Linked DNA regions of Mus musculus: region 1 is linked to region 2. A link is a contact called in public HiChIP or PLAC-seq data. All regions are on one chromosome and are shown on one strand. Each heading gives the region's core, a stretch centred on a gene start, on an enhancer-like site or on the middle of the called end of the contact. The rest is flanking DNA. Distances are from core to core; before and after follow the strand shown. Region 1 holds the start of Macir (macrophage immunometabolism regulator). Region 2 overlaps Slco4c1 (solute carrier organic anion transporter family, member 4C1).

Region 1 (6,966 bases), core at 4,272-6,771, 810 kb after region 2:
CAAAATCTGTTCCCTAGGGATGCAAGTATTCACTTCATATAATTACCCCCGCCCCCAAGAATTTTATAGAACATTGTTAGGAAATTCACATTTGTAGTAGGGAATTGAAGGAAAAAGAAACAATTTTTCAGCATCTTTTACATGCCAAAGGACATAATTTAAGTGATATCTTTACTCCTTGAAGAAAATATTATTAACCTCACTTTGAAGTATTCAGTTAAACTACCACCACTTGAGAACAGTGAAGGAACCTGCACACCTGCCAGCCAGGCTCCACGGCCCACTCTCCTAGCCTCAAACTTGTATAGAAGTGCAACCTTTGGCAGGATAATAACGCTAGCAAAAACATGCATCCACTAATTTCTATGAGTGGAATCCTACTCTAGTGTTTCAGGGGGTTATTTCATATAAAAGGTTTTATTGCCTTGTTTGTGAAATGACTGGAGGGGCAGTTTTTATTACTAGTTGCAAGGTGATTGCAAACTTTTAAAATGTTAACAAAGCACAAGTATGGAGAAGACCTGTGTTCAAACTCCAGAACACACACACACATATACACACACACACCATAATACACAGGCACACCACAGACACATATACACACACATGAATACCACATAACACACTCATACACATGCATAAACACACCACATACACCCACACACCCCAGACAAACAGATAAATATTTTAAAGTGTAAATAACACAAGTGCTATAGAAAAGCCCATAGGGCATTTTCTTATTTACTGTCTGATGGTTCTGAAATCTACCTTAAAAAGCAGGCTGAACAATCCATGAACAGGAAGGCCATAAGCAGCATCCCTCCATGGCCTCCGCATCATTTCCTGCCTCCAGGTTCCAGCCCTGCTTGAGTTCCTGTCCTGACCTCTTTCAATGATTGACTAAGATGTGGAAGTGTAAGCCAAATCAACCCTTTCCTCCCCACCTTGCTCTGGTCACGGTGTTTCATCACAGCAACAGTAACCTTAAGACAAACAGAATGGCAGGAAATATCTCCAACAATATTTGCAGGCTACTGGCTGTTTTCCAACTGGATGCCAGGTTTTCAGTCATAAAGTGAGACAAATTTAATCCACACTCTTAGAAACTTAGACTGCAAACCAAAAACAAACAATAGAAAAATGTGAATGCCTTACTTCTGAATAAAAACAACCCTGAAAGTCTTAAATTTCATTTCTTTCTCATAATTTGTACCAGGGATTTGGTGGCATCTTCTTTCCATGCTTTTAGATGCACTATTTTTTTTTTCCATCAATAGAAAGACACAGACCTGGTTAAATCCTCAGTCTAAATTTAAAAGCAGAGGAGCCTTACAGCAATTACCACACAGCACGGAGTTGATGAAGGAGTCAACACTCCATGGTTTCATAATGAGCAAAAGTGTAGTGACTGATTTATCCCTGGTTTACACTGTGGAGTCAAAAATAGAGCAGATCCCACAGCCAAGTGCAGGGGCATCCTCCTGGTCCTCCTTCTCACTCCTGACATTGCTGCTTGTGTGTAACTGAGCACCATCCAGCCACAGGCACCAGGAAGACCCAGGTCATCACATAGTGAAAAAGGAGACAGAAGGAAGACAGCAGACAGGAGACAGCAGAGCCAAGAAACAGTGTAGCTGTACACCTCCTAAAACACTGCCCGGACAGCAATCTACTGCAAAGTTATAGGAAAGCTTTCCCTACCATCTCCTAAAATAAAAATTAAAAGCTGTAATAAAGTCATCCCAAAACACAACTTTCAAATAAAGCTATCTAACTTTAAAATCTGGAACTCCCTAACAATATTGTTTTATCCTAGCATTTGAAGACTTAAGACAGTGAATGGGAAAGACCGATGTCCAATTCTTTGGACAGAAAGAAAAAAAATTACGTAGGAAAACATACTAAGGTGAATGGAACTAAAGCTTTAAGATACAATGTTTCCAAAACAGAGAGCTGAAACAAACAGCTCCATGGCATTACTCTGTAAATAATGTGGACAGGAAACTTAAACACTGCCAAGGGCAGCTAACTGTGTCTGGACAGGCAAGCCACAGGTAAGGAAGGGAAGACATCTAACAGAGACTGCAAGGAGACTCTACAAGTAGAAAAGTTTAAAGCATAAACTGGTAAGTGATATATAGCATTACAGTTAATAAACTCCTTCTAAAATAGTATCTCATTCATGTATTCCCTGGCATAATTATCTGTGGAGCCTCTTGAATGCTCAAGTATCTTTGGATGACAAACATGTTGTTACCTTATCCCAATGTATAAAACAGCAAAGAGATGTGAGGTTTGGAACAGAAAATAAATCTTCCTACTTCTGTACTTTGGGAGGCACATCCACCAAGCCATTGGCTCCATGGTGTATCCAGCTATTCAACACTCTCTCTCAGTGTGGAAAAGCAGGGGGGCAGGTTTAAAGGCCTACCACCATGTCAGATGAAATCCTCCAACGTGGAACAGCAAACTGGAACACCATATGACACCAGTTTTCTGTTTTCCCACAAAACAAAGAACGCCTCACATGGAAATTTTCAGTTCTAAACAAACTCTTTCCTCTTAAATACCTAAATCTGTGTATTTCAGGCATCACCCCAGATCCACTAATTTAAAAATAGAAAAATACCAAATTTTATCACTATATAAGTGGCTATATAAGCATATATAGGGGGCAGGGGCCACAGGCAAGGGAAATTCCATTTCAACTGGTGAAAATGTTTTGTAATCAAAATATTTTCTGCTCTCAAAGGCTATTCTAAAATAAATAAATGAGGGACTAACGCATTCCTCAAGTAGAAAAACACTGAACAGAACTAAAACGGTTCAGCGGCCAGACAGATTAGAACACCGAATGGAAAACAAAATGCTTTGCTGAACCCATGCGCTCTCACCATGGTGACCACTTGCAACCTTCTTACCTTTCTGCGGCTTGTAAAAAAACCAAATCACTAAGGGCTTGGAAAAGCAGTTATCACGTGTAGTGTGACTTTTTAAAAACCTCCTTTGACCTTACCAACAAACCGCCAACCTTCCCAGCATGGTAAGGCAACCCATAATTGGTTCAGAAAGACACAAGTGTGTGTGTTCCTCTTTCTAGTATCAGTTCCCTTAATAGCAGGACCCTTAAAGAGCCCAGCATTCACTTGGTTTCCATCTCTGCTAATTAAAATCAAGCCCACGTTACTATATCACATTCAGCTTCACTCCAAACATGTCTGACAACAGCTGAAACCACAAAGTCTACTCGCAGTCTTTATAAGAAACCTGCCTCTTCTGGAAACCTAACCACGAAGACACGGGTATCTTTGGTGGTGATTCACCTTCCGGAAGGAAAGCTAAAAACTGAGTATCCACTGGGAAAATAACTGAGGCCTCAAATCAGGAAACAAAAACTTAAACGGTGTTTAGAAACTAATGTCCTCATCACACCCATTACTTTTTAAGACAAAGTGTTAAGTTTCTCTTCGAAACTATGGTAATACATAGATGGAAGCTAATCGGCTGTTAGTACTGTCAGTGATCCCTCACACCTGGGAGACTTGGTGCTAACAGTTCTATCTACAACTAAACATCAAAACACATTTTATGCACCAAGTCTTACCAAAGTTGAGTAGTCTCGGTGCTCATGAACGCTAACATGTCATCCTGTCCGTTTTGTTTTTAATCCAAGGTCTCATAATAAAAACACCCAAATCATTAAAATAACCCACGCATACACTGTAGCCCAAAGCTTCTGGGAGAATAACCACATATGGAACTAATTGGGAAAATAAATTTTGTGAAAGAGTCGTTTCCAATCCTTAGTGTCTAGCTTGTTGCACTACAGTAAAAGACCCCGGCACCTGAAATTATATAGTGGCATTTCGAGGAAAAACAACATAAAGTAAAGTTTAGAAACCTCGGAGATCTTGTGCGACTTCTGCTCTTTCAGCTAGGAGCCTCTAATAGGGTACAGTGTTGCTGTGTCCATAATTACTCCTCTTGGAAGGATGAAAAAGTTCAGCGCCAGTGTCTCCCAGTGTTTCCAGCCCCACTTACACACACACACACACACACACACACACACACAGAGAGAGAGAGAGAGAGAGAGAGAGAGAGAGAGAGAGAGAGAGAGAGAGAGAGAGAACACAAAACAAAAACAAAACCCTGGTTCTGAAGAAATCCTCAGCCCACTCTAAGCAAAGCGGCGTGGGCAGAGAGCCCGGGAGTCTCTAGCGAGCCAGACACTTGCCAGGGGGAAAGCACGCGGCTGTCCTTCCCTTCGCGAACTGGGTTCCTTCCTGGCCGAGATTTGCAGATTCCACCACTAGAGCGACTTTGGCAGCTTCACAATGGGCCGCTTCTCAAGGTCTGAGCGCCGGCCGCTGCCAGGCGCCCTTTCCTAGGCTTCCCACCCGCCCCAAAGTCCACCAGCGACAGGTGGGGCGAGGGTGGCGGTGCCCGAGACATCTGCCGCCTTAGTTTCTGGCCAGCGCCCGGCCGCGATTCCCCAGTCCACAGGCGCTCCTCCGCCACCGCCGGTCCGTCTGTCCGTCACCAGCCGCCGCACCGGCCTCGGCCTCGCCCGCGGGGTGCAGCGCGCACTGGTGGCCGAGATAAGGTCGCCAGGGGCTGTCTCCCGCCGCTATCTGTAGCCCGCAGCCGCGGCTTGTACACCGTTGGGGCCAGAGGCGCGGCAAGCCGGGCGAGCGTTACTTCTCAATGGGCCTCCGCCGGGCCTGCCGCCTGGCGCTGCGGGTAGGGCGAGCCGCCTAGCTGGCGCGCGCCGACGCGCTCAGACTTCCGCACCTTGGCACCGCGGGAGCGTCGCTCCGGGTCGCAGAGTCCCCGCACCGCATGTCGGCGGCGAGCGCACGCCCGCCCGCCCGCCGGTCCGTCCGCTCGCTCGCTCGCTCGCCGCGCGCGCACGGGGCGCACGCCCCCGCACACTCACCCGCGCCGCACACTCCCGCGTCGCCGGCCCCACCCCTGTGCCAGGAAGCTGCGGGCTCTCGCACCCCGCTCGGGCCCCACCCCAGGCTCCAGTCCCCCCACCACCACGCCAGCCATTCGCACCAAGGCTCAGGGACCAGCGCCGCTCGCAGCCCCGGTGTCACCGAGCCATCAGCCATCGCGGAGGCCGGCGCGGCCCGGGGCTTCCCTGCGCTGCGCACACACCGCGCGCCCGGCCGGGACACGAGGCGAGGAGGAAGGGGCGGCGCCGTGCCTGGGGCTGGCACAGTGGCTCGCTGACTGGGGCACCCACACTCACGCGCGTACCCCACCCATCCCCGCCACCACCTCTGCAGCACAAAAGGTTGCAGGAGGAGTGGCGCTCCCCGTCCAACGTACCGGTCGTCCAGGGTTCCGCCGGTTCCTCTATGGCCGGCAGCCGCAGACCCCGAAGCCAAGGGCGGGCGAGGCGCGGGGCTGCGGCGCCGAGGTGTGGGCAGAGGCCGCCAGCGGAGCCAGCCGGGTACCCGCTGCTCTCCCACCGCGCTCGGCGCCAGCTACGGCCCGCCGTAGTCCCGCCTCCTCCCCCGCCTCCGCCCGCCTTCCCGCCTCCTCCCGCGGGCTGCGGAGGCGAGGCCGGGAAGCGCAGAGCCCGCCTCCTGCGCCAGGCTCGCACGCTCGGCTGGGCGGGCGGCTGGGCCGGCGGCGTGAGAGCGCAGAACCGGAGGCTGTTGCGGGGACGGGAGGCGGCGGCGTGATGCCACACTGCTCCCGGACCAAAGTCCGCCGCACCCTCCGGGGAGCCGCAGCTCACAGGCCTGACAATGCGGGCCGCTCCCACAGAGCGGTGTGCTAAACTCTGTGGGGATGGCTGTGATTTTTGAGTTTCTGCTGATCAGAAGTTGAGAAGAGCAGAAGCCCATGAAGTTAAAATTATACTATAATAATAAATAATAATAATAATAAATGTCAACAACTAAATATGGGGGCGGGGTGAAGACTAAATTCTGAGTCACTTGTTTCTCTTCTCTTTTCCTTTCTAGCTTCCTTCCTGTTCTGTCTTTACAAGGTCTCACTCTGTACCCAAGGCCGGACTTAAGCTCCGGAGAACCGTTCTGCCTTAGTCTCCAGAGCGCTGGGATTACAGGGATGAGGTGCCATCCCAACAAGATTTTCTTTTCTCAGTCCATATGCCACTCCCCTGCCGAAGTGGTCAATGCAGCATTACAAATATTTGCTGATATTTATTTAGCTCTAGGTGCCAACCCTTTTGACGCACATTCCCAAGTTTGCAGCTCTCAACTGTGCTAGTCCACATTTTTAAGACAGAAAACATGAGTTACATCCTTGAAGTCACAGACCTTTCATATAGCTGAGCTGTTTGTGTATTTATAAATTTAAATTCAGGTTCCTGCATTGTGTGGCCTTTTAAACGGTGCTTTATCTGAACATAAAGTCATACATTTCATCTAGACTAATACAAACTTAAAGCAAATAGTTCATGTTCCAGAGTCTATATATGTCCCCCAAATTACCAAGGTTAATAAATACACTCTGGCTCCAAGATGTGGCTTCTGGTTTCTCTGCAACTGAAGGACACTTACTCAATTGCTTCTCATATGCTCTGATGTAAGTATCAGAAAAAGGAAGGAAGAGGCCAGATTCATGAATGTTCTCAGTTACTCTTCCCCAACATGATATTCATGTAACTTATCAAATATAGATAGACCCTAGTACACTGTACAGGTATTGAATGCTCAAGTGATTAAATTTTGTTTTATATTTATTTGTTCAGTTGTTTTGTGCCCCCCCCTCCCCGCCCCACCACCATGGGTACCTTAGTAGAAGATGCTCCAAGTATTTTCAGATTTGAACATTTATCACAGCAGTGTATTCTGATGTTCGTTCTTATAAAACTACCTCGGAAACATTACAAATTATTTCAAGAAGCTTAGTTTCATTTTGTCTGAACTCATAATTTTTTTAAGAGAACACCTTGTAACTTGGCCTTTGTTCTGAAATTTTAGCAAT
Region 2 (6,417 bases), core at 1,595-4,094:
CCTGGGAGTTCTCATTCACCTTGACAACCCTACCAAGCAGCTGCACACAAACTTCCATTGCTGAAACAGCCCTGCTTTCCTGACCTCTACCAGAGTCAAGGCTTTCTCTTTGACTTTTCTCTCTTTCTCTTCCAGGAAGCCTCTGGGATTTCCAGGTTGCTTCCTAGTTGCTTTTCTCTCATGGTCCCATAAATGGTCTTCAAGTTTCCATCTGACTCCATTTCCAAATGCTTTTTATCAACAAGACTAAGAACCAGCAAACGGGGCCCAGGTCCCATGAGTAACTCAAGGATGAAAGGTAGATGCTAAATGCTAATTATGATCATTAAGTATTATACACGTGTCTTTAATTATCACACTACATTCCATTAATTTGTAGGACATTGCATTAAACAGTTAGGTAAAATTAAACAGTAAATGGCATGCAATTCAAGAATAACCACAAGAGGGAGCGCTCATATCGTTTATGAATTCAGAAAAGCAGTGCAGGTAAAATAAGAACCAGGCTTTTCTGTAAATGGACCAACCATTCTGTGGCTTCTCCATTGGGGACCTTGTGTTCAGTCCAATGGTTGGCTGAGAACATCCACCTCTGTATTTATCAGGCACTGGCAGAGCCTCTCAGGAGACAGCTATATCAGGCTCCTGTCAGTAAGCACTTGTTGGCATCCACAATATTGTCTGGGTTTGGTAACTGCATATAGGATGGCCTTTCCTTGTTTTGTTTTGTTTCTTGTTCTTCTAGTATAGAATAGAATTTATTCAGGTTATGAGGAGGGGAGTTAAGAGAGTAGTAGAGACAGAGAAAGACAGAGAGAAGGAGAGAGTGGAGAGCAGAGGCCAGCCCTGACCACATGGAGAGAGGGGTGAAGGGAATGGGGAGATAGAGGGGAAAAGGGGGCAAGAGACAAGAATGAGGCAAGAGTATAAGAGCAAATTCATTATTTTTAATAGCTGAGTAGTACTCCGTTGTGTAAATGTACCACATGTTCTGTATACATTCCTCTGCTGAGGGACATCTGGGTTCTTTCCAGCTTCTGGCTATTATAAATAAGGCTTCTATGAACATAGTGGAGCATGTGTCCTTATTACCAGTTGGAGCATCTTCTTGGCATATTCCCAGGAGTGGTATTGCTGGATCTTCCTGTAGAACTATGTACAATTTTCTGAGGAGCCACCAAACTGATTTCCAGAGAGTGGTGTTACCAGCTTGCAATCCCACCAGCAATGGAGGAGTGTTCCTCTTTCTCCACATCCTCACCAGCATCTGCTGTCACCTGAGTTTTTGATCTTAGCCATTCTGACTGGAATCTCAGGGATGTTTTGATTTGCATTTCCCTGATGACTAAGGATGTTGAACATTTCTTTAGTGGCTTCTCAGCCATTTGATATTCCTCAGTTGAGAATTTTTTGTTTAGCTCTGTACCCCATTTTTAAAAATAGGGTTATTTGGTTCTCTGGAGTCTAACTTCTTGAGTGAGTTCTTTGTATATATTGGATATATTCTGAGGAGCCACCAAACTGATTTCCAGAGAGTGGTGTTACCAGCTTGCAATCCCACCAGCAATGGATGTAGGGTTAGTAAAGATCTTTTCCCAATCTGTTGGTTGCAATTTTGTCTTATTGACAGATCATTTGCTGAGCTTGCAGCCCCATTGGAAGAACAATATGAACCAACCAGTACCCCCAGAGCTCCCAGGGACTAAACAACCAACCAGAGTATACATGGAGGGACCCATGACTCCAGCTGCATATGTAGCAGAGGATGGCCTTGTTGGACATCAGTGGGAGGAGAGGCTCTTGGTCCTGAGAAGGCTGGATGCCCCAGTGTAGGGGAATGCCAGGACAGGGAAGCAGGAGTGGCTGGGTTGGTGAGCAGGGGAAGCGGGGATGGGATAGGGGATTTTCAGAGGGGAAACCAGGAATGGGGATAACATTTGAAATGTAAATAAAGAAAATATCTAATAAATAATAATTTTTTTTAAATGGACCAACCAGTGAGAGGTCAGTTCTGCCTGTTAATATTGGACATACAGTTACTTATTATTAACATTGACACAAGAGAATCTGCACACGTCTGCACACGTGCTCAGTCCAACCATTACCACAAAACCCCATAAACTTCCCAGGCCCCTACCTCTGCTCAGATCCATTAAGTCCAGAAAGTTGCCCAAACAGAGGGTAAGCTCTGCTTTCCCCTTGCTCACCCTACAGCAGGAGTAGAAAGAAAGGCCACAGGGGTGGGTGGGGGGTGGGGGTGGGGTGAATGGGATTCTGACCCAGCTTCCAGTGAGAATTCTGGAGAGAAAAGCTCTTGACTGAAGAACAGACCGTAAAGAGCTGTTATCAAAAGAAACCACGACTCCTTAATTACTGTAGCAGGTACTTCAAGGTAAGTAAGTTTAAACAAAAGCTACCCCATTTCTGCCCTCTTTGTTTGAACTTAGTAGTGTGTGGATTTGTGTGAGTGTGTTTTCTTCCTTTGTCTCAACTTCCTACCTACCAACTGGAGCTGGAAAGACAGAGAAACACTGCTGAATTTCTTTCGATCTGATCTGTCCAAGTCAGAGTATCTTCTAGCTCACTCCACATTCCTCTTGCTTATCCTCTTACCAGTATTTTGAACAGTCCTTTAAAATGTGATAGACAAAACTAAAGAATCTCTGCTCTCAGGCGTGTGGGTCCCTCTCGGCACCTGGCTGGAACTCACTAAGGGCAGCTGGTGATGGGGCCCTAGAAAAGATGTGGGAACAATGCTACTTTGCCTGACACTCAGGAGCCACCCATCCTCCCACATCCAAGTTGCAGTCTCTGCCTGTAACAGGAGAGGAACCAGGTGCAGGGTGGCCACAGAAGCTTCCTGCTCTGCAGCATTTCGACAATGCAGAAGTAGAGTAGGAAGAGCTGACTCAAGGCATCCCAAATGTCTGTCTACCTTTGTAAAAAGAACCAAAATCCGAGAGCCTTTGCCTGCCTAAGATGTTGGCCTGGCTGCTGTTTCCTCTGAGAACCTGATCCTAATCTGGTCCAGGTATGTATTTTTTTTTAAAAGAGAGATGCCACTGCATTAAAAGAAAGATATATATTTATATCAATCACAAGGAAACTGATCACAAAAGCAAAAAAAAAGTAAACGGGCACAGGAAATGTACATGACCAGAGATGGTGACCCGAAACAATGAGACGAAACACCTAAAGACACAATTTAATAAACTGACACTTGGGCTGGAGAGAGGGTTCAGTGGTTATGAGCCCTGACTGCTCTTCCAGAGGTCTTGAGTCCAATTCCCAGCAACCACATGGTGGCTCCCAACCATATGTAATGGGATCTGATGCCCTCTTCTGTTGTGTCTGAAGATAGCTCCAGTGTACTCACGAGAGAGAGAGAGAGAGAGAGAGAGAGAGAGAGAGAGAGAGAGAGCGAGAGAGGACAGACACTCAAATTAATCACCAGGAATGTAAATGTGTAGATTTCATTGCTTTGTAAGGAGGTGTTTGGGGTAGATGTATCACCCACAGCACTGGTTAACTCCTACATATACACGTTTGGCTGATTGCAATTTTGCAAAGCATACCTGTACACTACATTGCATGTCACAAGAATCAATTTCAGAACACAAAGGTGGATAAAGGTTGTTGGGAGTTTTTGTGCCTCCATTCTCAGAATGATGTAACCAGTGAATTAAGACTATAGTCTCATAAAGTTTCACACTACATATGATCTTCGTGTATCCAAATTATTCATTTTGTTTCTACTGCTCATGCTGTTAATATTCAACATGTCTTAGGAAATCCTTTGGAAAAGTATGACCCAGGTATAAGTAAAGGAAATAGTGCAAAATATTTTAATTATTTCAATTGGTTTTAATTTTTGGCATAAGAGTCTACACAGAATTATATAACCCTTTAAATTACTTTTTGCATGTATTGATTTATATCCATTATAGGCATGACATAGACTCATTTTCCTTCTATACCATTTTGCATGTGCCCTTATGTATGTAGTATATACACTCTTGGGGAACATGGAGAACAGGATGTATGTGAAGACCAGAGGAAGACATCAAATGACCTGCCCCATCATTTTTCACCTTATTTCCTAGACACAGATCACAGGATCTCTCACTGAAACTAGAACTACATTGGAAGTCAGTAAGTCCCAGCAATTGTTCTCCCTCAAATTCGCATGGCACTAGGGTTAAAAGCAAATGAATGACCACATCTTGCTTTTTACAGGAGTGATGGGAGTTGAACTCTGGTCCCCATGTTTATGTAAAAAGGTTCTATGCCCCAGTATAGGGGAATGCCAGGACCAGGAAGTGGGAGTGGGTGGGTTGGGGAGCAGGGGTAGGGGGTAGGAGATTTTTGGAGAGGAAACTAGGAAAGGGAATAACATTTGAAATGTAAATAAAGAAAATATCTAATTATAAATATTTTTTTAAAAAAGAAGAGATCTTCTTACTTTCTGAGTCAACTGCCTAGATCCCTTGACTAATCTTCTCTAATCATTTTTTTTCAATAGCTAGGCCAAGGGTTGTTATTATTCAACAATCAGCAGCAGGACTACGAATATTATATGGTTGAATGTTTGCCTAACACCCTCAAGGCAAATGGTTCAATTTTTAGCACTGAAAAAAGTGTTTGTTATTTTTCTTGATAGAATCTTTATGAAAAATTCTTTGAATTTCTATCGCAAATTATAGAAGTTACTTATAGACATACTTCCTTTCTATTTTAATTACAAGACACAGTATAGGCCTGCAAACCAGTAATGCAGAAAAGAAACAAATGGTTGCTATTTCACTGAGAAAAACACAATTAGTCTCCCTCATTTCCCTAGAAAAACCTGCCAGAAGTTGCCCATTTCCACCCACTCTGCAACCAACACAGCCAGCATCTGGTACAGAACTTTGACTTATTTTCTTCCCACTGAAACCTGGTAGCCATATACAAAGTCTAATAGCTGACTAACAATTTAGACGGTGTTTCTGAACTCTAAGCCATGCTAAGTGTTGTGGTTATAGCATAGTATGTAAGGCACACAATGGACACTGTGACAGGGTCTCAGAAGCTAAGTCCTAGCAGATTTCACTGCTTTAGTAGTCCTTTATCTTCTGGCATGCATGCACTTTACCAGTTGCTTTCAGTACATCATATCCAATTCGCTTAATTCCATCAATATTGACGGCCAGTGTGACATTCTATGCTATGAAATAATCACTGCTTTGGAACTGTTGTTATTAGATAACAAATAATTGTTTGCTATGGGGGCATTTCCTATGCATTGCCTCATGTTAAGACATGTCACTGTACCCTACTCTAGAAAGAAACTGCAGAAGAGTCTTTCCATTCTCTAGTAGCTGTAATAAAAATATTTGCATGCATGACTAATTGTCTACAACAGTGTTACAGCAAAGATCATGAGAATTTACATAATACTGAGATAGTATGCTGGTCAATGGGCAGATCCCTAAAGACCCAAGTTTAATCACAAGAAGCGATGAAGTAGGAGAGAAATGACTTCTGCAAACTATTCTCGGGCCTCCACATGCTTGCAATGCTGTGCGCACACACATGCCCATACCACCTGTCATGGTTTGTATATTCTTGGACCAGGGAGTGGCACCATTCGTAGGTATGGCCTTGTTGGAATAGGTGTGACCTGGTTGGAGTAGGTGTGTCACTGTGGGTATGGGCTTAAGACCCTCATCCTAGTTGCCTGGAAGTCAGTCTTTCACTAGCAGCCTTTGGATGAAGATGTAGAACTCTTAGCTCTGCCTGTGTCATGCCTGCCTGGATACTGCCATGCTCCCACCTTGATGATAATGGACTGAACCTCTGAACCTATAAGCCAGCCTCAAGTAAATGTTGTTCTTTATAAGAGTTGCCTTAGTCATGGTGTCTGTTCACAGCAGTAAAACCCTAAGACACCACCACACACTCAAAATAAATAATAAAATAGAGCATAAGTTTTTAGGAACAAAAGACTTTGTCTTAAATACGTAATAATGTTGTGATTGTATGGCCCTACAGAACAGCAAACCTTCCCTGTCTTTGTAAGTAACAAAGAACTGTATCCCATGTGTAAGAGAACACCAAAGTATTAAAGAACAGATACCAAATCTGGAGTTGGAGCTGCAACAAGTACCACCTCCTGCTAGTGCTTGCAATGACTGACAGTTGTTCTTGAGTGAATTTGCACTGGACAAACACGTATCAATGAGGAATAATATTTTAGTAATCACTCCTAAGTCCTCCAGACCTTTGATGACATTGTGGAGTTATCCACTCTCCAGGATATATAGCCTGAATGTACAAAGCCTGAATATTTCTACTCCCTTGCTAGCAGTTTCAATATAAATAAATAAATAAATAGGTGATATCTGAACTCCCTGGCATGGGTTAGGGAGACTACAC

The links. HiChIP or PLAC-seq counts read pairs in DNA pulled down with a chosen protein or histone mark.
Region 1: a contact with region 2 is called in an H3K4me3 HiChIP or PLAC-seq map of embryonic stem cells, with 7 times the contacts expected there. The contact joins the promoter of Macir here to the enhancer-like site in region 2. A contact is called at or near these places in 5 of 39 promoter capture datasets (cranial neural crest, frontonasal cranial neural crest, hippocampal neurons and 2 more), 1 of 484 Hi-C or Micro-C datasets (immediate neuronal precursor) and 4 of 115 datasets of contacts at active chromatin or transcription factors (embryonic stem cells, forebrain, large pre-B cells and 1 more).

Annotation. Positions count from the first base shown.
Region 1 is chr1:97,656,497-97,663,462 of GRCm38.p6, forward strand. Macir (macrophage immunometabolism regulator) reads right to left here and starts at 5,522. Exons shown (of 3, transcript NM_133825.3): 1 at 5,335-5,522.
Region 2 is chr1:96,846,462-96,852,878 of GRCm38.p6, forward strand. The region is part of intron 2 of Slco4c1 (solute carrier organic anion transporter family, member 4C1); the gene reads right to left. Among named protein-coding and RNA genes, the nearest start is that of Panct2, 21 kb to the right of the region's middle. Within about 2 kb of position 2,845, at least 7 of the 459 cell types and tissues checked have an H3K27ac peak or open chromatin away from gene starts, as enhancers often do. A contact at or near this core is called in embryonic stem cells, where this site is marked.